Linked DNA regions of Anas platyrhynchos: region 1 is linked to region 2. A link is a contact called in public Hi-C data. All regions are on one chromosome and are shown on one strand. The core of a region is the stretch at or near the end of the contact, and the rest is flanking DNA. Distances in the headings are between cores, read along the strand shown.

Evidence for each region. Hi-C and Micro-C count contacts between places; a contact is called where the count stands out from the background.
Region 1: a Hi-C map of skeletal muscle shows a contact between it and region 2, with 4 times the contacts expected there. The contact joins the promoter of SPRY1 here to the enhancer-like site in region 2. A contact is called at or near these places in 2 of 8 Hi-C or Micro-C datasets (skeletal muscle and subcutaneous adipose tissue).

What each region holds. Positions count from the first base shown.
Region 1 is chr4:46,058,151-46,061,188 of IASCAAS_PekinDuck_T2T, forward strand. SPRY1 (sprouty RTK signaling antagonist 1) reads right to left here and starts at 1,364. Exons shown (of 2, transcript XM_027456822.3): 1 at 1,199-1,364.
Region 2 is chr4:46,009,604-46,012,768 of IASCAAS_PekinDuck_T2T, forward strand. No RefSeq gene overlaps it. Among named protein-coding and RNA genes, the nearest start is that of SPRY1, 48 kb to the right of the region's middle. Within about 2 kb of position 1,803, at least 1 of the 8 cell types and tissues checked has an H3K27ac peak or open chromatin away from gene starts, as enhancers often do. A contact at or near this core is called in subcutaneous adipose tissue, where this site is marked.

The DNA.
Region 1 (3,038 bases), core at 114-2,613, 48 kb after region 2:
GGGCAGGCGGAGGGCGGCAGGGGCCGAGGGAAGCCGCCGGGGGGACACCCCCGGGCCTCGCAGCGGCGGCTGCCCCCGGCTCACGGGGCCGCATGAGGCGGGACGGGGCGAGGGGACCGGGCGGCTCCGCTCCGCACCGCTCCCGGGGCTGGCCGAGCCCCGGCCCCGAGGTGCTGCGGCGGGCGGCGCCCCCTGCGAGCCTGGCGGGGCGCGCAGCTGACGGGGAGGAAGGAAGAGGAGGGGAGGGGAAAAAAAAAAAAAAAAAAAAAAAAAAAAAGTTATGAATGAAAACAAGGGCTTCCCCCCCGCCTTCTGCAGGGGGAGGGCGCAGCCCGAGGTCGCTGCTCCCTGCGGAGGGCGGACTTCCCGGCGTTTAAAGCGCCAGCGCACGGCGGCACGGCCGCTGCCGGGGCGGGGAATCCCCGCAGACGGCTGCGGGCAGCCGGCACGGCTCGGCTCGGCACAGCACAGCACGGCTCGGTATTGCACGGCACGGCTCGGCTCCTTCCCCCCCGGGTCTGCCCGGAGCCCCCCGGCCGCTGAGCGCCGCCCGGGCTCTGTCAGGGCACCGCCGCCCTCCTCCTCCTCGCCCTCCGCCCCGCTCCGTGCCGCCCGGCACCTGCTCGCCCCGCCGCTTCCAGGCGCAAAAAAAAAAAAAAAAAAGCACGCCCCGAAGCCCATTACCTCCCTAATTACGCCGGGAGGCGCTAATTGCGGCCAAGCCGGGCTCGCAGCCCACCCCGCCGCCCCTCGGGGGTCGCCTGCCCCTCGCTCCCCGCGGCTGCTGCGAGGGGCAGCGCTCCGCCCGTCCTCCCGAGGCAGACACCGGGCTTGCAGCGATGCTAGAAACCAGCAGCAGCGGTAGTAAAAGCAGCACCGACGACCGTAAAGCAGCTCGAGCCTCACCGCGGCGGCTCCGCGGGGCGCTCCCGGCACCGGCCAGGGCTGAGCGCGGGGGCAGCGGGGAGCGGGGCTGCAGCCGGAGCCGAGCGGCTGCCATGTGCTCGGCGCTGCCGTCGGCGGCCGCCTGACAGCCTGCGAGCCCGGCCGCCGCCTCGCCGCCAGCAGATCGGCTCCGGGGCTCGCCCCGCCGCCCCCTTCGCTCTCTTTTCCTCCCTCCCTCTCCGCCCGCCCGGCCCCGCACCTGCCCCAGCCCCAGCCCCTGCCCCTGCCCCGGCCCCGGCGGCGCGCAGCTTACCGGAGGGCGAGGTGAGAGCCTGCCTGCCGGGGCACATTGGCGGCCCCGGCGCGGAGTCCAGCCCGGGCAGTGCAGGCAGCCTGGCGCCGTCCCGCCGCCGCGCCGGAGTGAGCGCGGCCGCGCTCCGCCGCCTTTCAGCGCGCAGCCCCCGCCCGCCGCCCGGCCGCGCCCCCGTGATGCCGATGTGTCACCGCGCGGCGCCCCCGAAATCCCGGACTGGACTCCGCCCGCGCACGGCTCCAGCCCGCGGGGGCCGCGCCGCCCGCCCGCCTCCCGCCCCGAGTCCCTCCCGGCCCGGCCCTGCCCCGCGCCTCGCCCCCTCCCTCCCTCCCGCACGGCCCGGCCCGGCCCGGCCCGGCCCGGCACCGCCCGGCTCGGCCCGGCCGCAGGTGGCCGCCCCCGGCCCGGCCAGCAGGGGGAGCGGGAGCCCCGAGGGGCCCGGCCCGCACGGAGGGGCAGCGGTGTGAGGGGTGGGGGGGCTGCGGCAAGGCCCTGCGGGGGTCGAGGCTCGGCGCTGAGCCGCCCGCTCGTGTCGAGCCAGGGGTCGTTTAGAGGCACCTTGAAGAACGCGGGGAAAGGATGTTAAAGGAAATCAGCGTTTGGGGAGTTATTTCTAAGAATGTGCAACCTACTGGGACGTGCGAGGCTCTTCACTACTTGGCTAACCATCCCTTAGGTCCCAAGTTTATCCAAAGTATTCTAACTGGCTTTTACAATCTCCTACAGGAAGGTGAAGATCTCCCATCGTCTGTCCCAAAGGAAAACAAAAAATACACACACACACTACGAATACTCAAAGCTGCTTATGGGGAACCTCCATTCTTACTAATACCAATCCTTGCAAACAAGAAAATACCTGTGCAAAGAAAAGACCTGTGCAAAAAATCCTTACAAACGAGAAAATAGCCATGCAAAGCTATTCTGCTGTAGCACCCCCTGTCCACCCAGACCACATGCACTGTCCCCGTGCAATTATTTTTCATTAATCTTCACCAGGCTTGGAAAGAAAATATCCAAACCACATTTTTTTTTTTTTAATTTCCATCACTATACAAAAAATTGATTTCAACAATGTATTTCTCCGTGAAATAAATACAGATGATCTATCAATTCTGAAATATCATTCGGATGTATCGTCTGATACAGACGAACTATCAATCAGACAGATGAACTTCCAATCACAGAGGCTCAAGTGACAAGCATGGCCATAAAATAAGCCAGTTCATTACTAATATTACAAGGGGTATTAGAAAATGGGATTCCTCACCGAAAGCACTCTCAGACACACTGCAAGCAGAAAGCAAAAAGCTAACTTTTGAAATTTCTGAAACCCATCTGAAACCTTTGGAACCTACCACTCTTCCAACTAACAGTAATTCCTACTGAAGAACAAAAATAACCACCAAAAAATAACAAAAGTTACTATGGGAGTGTAGCGCTTCGTGGTGCAAATCTATCATCTCCCACTATACTTTAGCTTTATTTCACACACAGAAAAAAAAACAACTCTGTTTTAAGTACAGATGAAAAACCAGCATTATATAGGTGTGCTATACATACTAATTCTTGCAGCGGTGCTGACAGGAGGAGCATCGGCGGCAGCAGTAGGTAAACTGCAGATAAACTGCAGATAACCGCACTGCTGGGGTCAGCGGGGCTCTGCTGCACGGCCAGGCACACTCGCATCTAGCAACCGACTGTCTTCTCACACAAGTCAGTGCATTTCTTTCCTAGGAAACTGCTGTGAAAACATTGCTTAACACCTTTTAATGCACATCTCCAAAGCGGGTACTACCTTAAAAAACTATGCCAAGCGTAACAGCCTGATTTTAGAAATACA
Region 2 (3,165 bases), core at 553-3,052:
CGCTCATGGGCAAATTGCTACTGTAGGTCATCTTGTGTTTATTTGCTCCTCAGTGCTTTCTCCTACTGCAGTCCTAGAGAATTTTGACTAAATATTGGAGGAAAAAAAAAAAAAAAAAAAAAAAGCTTTAATCATGAATAATGAAATTCCAATTACAGTCTTTGAAACATTCAGTTCAAAAACATGTTCAGTTCTCCCTTCAGCTTGTTATTTAAGTAGGCCAACCCATGTCACCACAGTGGGCACACTGGACTGGATATGGAGTGATCAGCGCAAGCATAAAGACCAGTATTAACTACAAATTCCTCTGCTTTCAAGGAACTGTTTAGCTTAATGATTAAAACCTCGTGAGTGCTTGAATTGTGTGAACACCTGTTAGCATACTCTGGAAGAGAAGGTATTTGCTTGCTTGTTTATTTGAAAACTCTAAAGTATATAGTAGATAAAGGAATTTTATTTGGTTTTCAGAAAGACAGTTTCGGGAGAAAAGTACAAAGCTCCAGTACAAAATCAGCACGTACTGTTTCACTGTTTAGCTTTTGTTCATGCAAGATTTCACTGTCCTGTAGGCGAGGTAGTCAGAACTGTAAGTACTGCACCTTTAAGTTTCCCACTGCTCTGCTCTTGTAGGTAGCTGTACTAATACCCCCGCACCCCTGCATATCAAGGAAGTCTGCATATTTAACCTGGAAAAAAAAAAAAAAAAAAAAAAGAGGGAGAGGACCAAGATAATAAGAAACTAGGCTGCCTTCACAACCTCAGCACATGTATATTACTTTTTGCACAGATTTCTCAGAAATAAAACATAGTGCTCGCTGAAAGACTAGTCCCTCTTTGACAGTTATGTCCAGGCAACTTTCTGCCTAAAACTCATCTTGACTCTGGGTCTACTTTTCAAAATTTTCAAGAGATAACACCCCTCCCCCCACCAGGCATTTGCACCCCTGCTTTGGGAAGAGAAGAAAAAAAAAAGTTAAAAAAAAAAAAACATACTACAAACTGTCACATGGCAGAGAACAAGCCAAGAAAATATCAGCCCAAAAGAGGCAAGTTTTGGAAAGCTGAAAAACAGAGTTACAATATGATTGCTTATATAATCTTAATTATAGAGGATGCTTCTTCCATAACCACAACGGCATACGCATGGCCTACAACTACATGTTACAGAGAACAGTAGCTATTCCACTGGTTTCTCTCTGTGCCTAACCCCCTTCTTCCTGCATTTTACAGAGCAGAAGAAATTCGTTTGCACCCTCTTCCCCCAAAATGAAAAGGTTAACTGTCATTCTAAGGAGAGACAAAAGTGTTATCGCTACTACAGAATGATATCAATCTAAATAACCCTCACACTCAGTAAATCAATAGTATTTTTCTGGTTGCATAAGAACAGCAGCCACACAGTGTTTGCACAGGGAAACAATCAATATGAATTTCATCCAAATACGGAACTGACAACAGCAGGGGATGTGACCTAAGGAAGGAGATGGGGGAGGGAAGGGGGCTACACAAGAGGAGAAAAGGAAAGCGTCAAAGGCGCTGGAGTCAGGAAAACCCTTCCAAGGTTTAGTGCCTCAGCGACCTCCATTCATATCTTGAGAAATGTCAGAAATCAGGAAATATTACTTCAGGTTGCATGCTTCTGTCCTGGCCTATCAAACACGCGGAGTAGTAACAGCAAATTACTGGAAACTGCACTTTGAACTTAGCCACTGGCAAGGATCCCAGGCAAACAGAAATGTAAAAGTTCCTTTCCTCCGTGGGGCCTCTTGTATGGGGGTGTCCCCATAGACGTTCAATAGCTGGTTGCAACAGGTTGGAATGAGGCCCTGAGCCAGAAAAACAAGCCCTGACCAGTATTATTTCCTACTGCCTATGTTGTTTATTAAAAAGATGTTTTGGCACATCGCTCCCAGCTTTGTTGGGCTATATTAGAGGTTTGAGTCCCATCGAGGAAAAACTGGCACCATTTTCACAAACTGTTTACTCCTCCTTTTCTTCCAGGATTCGGCCTCGTGCTTCCCTGTATGCATGACTATAGGTGTGACCTAAAGATATATTTGAAGAAGAATTAGAAACAGTCAGACTGGTCGCTAAGCAAAGACTCTGGATTTCCTGTGATTAGAGAGGTAATTAGCCTCTAAACTCTATCAATATTTCTAGCATAGACAGAAGAAACAACATTTTTTCACACGTCAGGCTTCCCCACAACACTGTATTAAAAAATTAAATAAATAAATAAATAAAGCTACACTGAAGTGCTCAGAATGGTAACTTGATGTTATTAACAACCCAGAGAGTGCCGAGTGAGTGCAGAAAGGCATTGTAGGTTTCCCCTTTCCGGAGGTGAAGTGATCAAAAGATTGGCCTCTTTACAGTCTGATATATTTCTGTCTAAGAAAACCCAATTTGCACAAGCAAATAAACTAGCTCATTATAAAACTAAGGGGTCAACCTGAGTCAGATAAACTCGAAAGTTAGACAGCTGAAGAAACAAACTTTTATTTAAGCCACAGCACAGGTGATCCTAGGAGGAAATGGTAAATCCCCGTAGATCCACAACTTCCACATTGGGCAATAGAGAGCAATGGGAACAGAGGTGTGGGTAGAATATTTGCAATTTTCTGAAGGCATGCAGCTCACCACACACTTAATCAGGAACAACAAATTCCAATTTTGCATACAAAGGGGCAAAAAGAGGCAAAACACCATCACATGTGGTAGTCACAGCGCAGTAAATCAGATGTTACTGCTCATACCCCACCATGTTTCTTGATCCTACAAATAATTTCTTTTTTTTTTTTTTTTTTTTTTTTGAGAAAGAGAGAGCGAGCAGGATTTCCTCTTTTTCCTTCTCCTCTATCTGGGGGGAATGAGAGGAAATAAAATAAGCCTTGGTCTGCTCACTGCTTTAGGAGATTCAGAATGAAGAAAAATCAATAAAGGGATAATAGTAAGAAAATGGACCATAGCATTTGCCAGGTATTTAGTTTCTCCACTTGTGTGTTTTCCTTGGTTTGTCTCCCCCCTCACAACTGACACCAACTCCAACCTTAAGGATATCTACACATACCCCTCCCCACAATCATACTGAAGTTTCATCTAATCCCTCCTCCTACCGACACACCAGCCCAGTGAGCAACGTACCCTCAGTCGGGTCCACAGCTG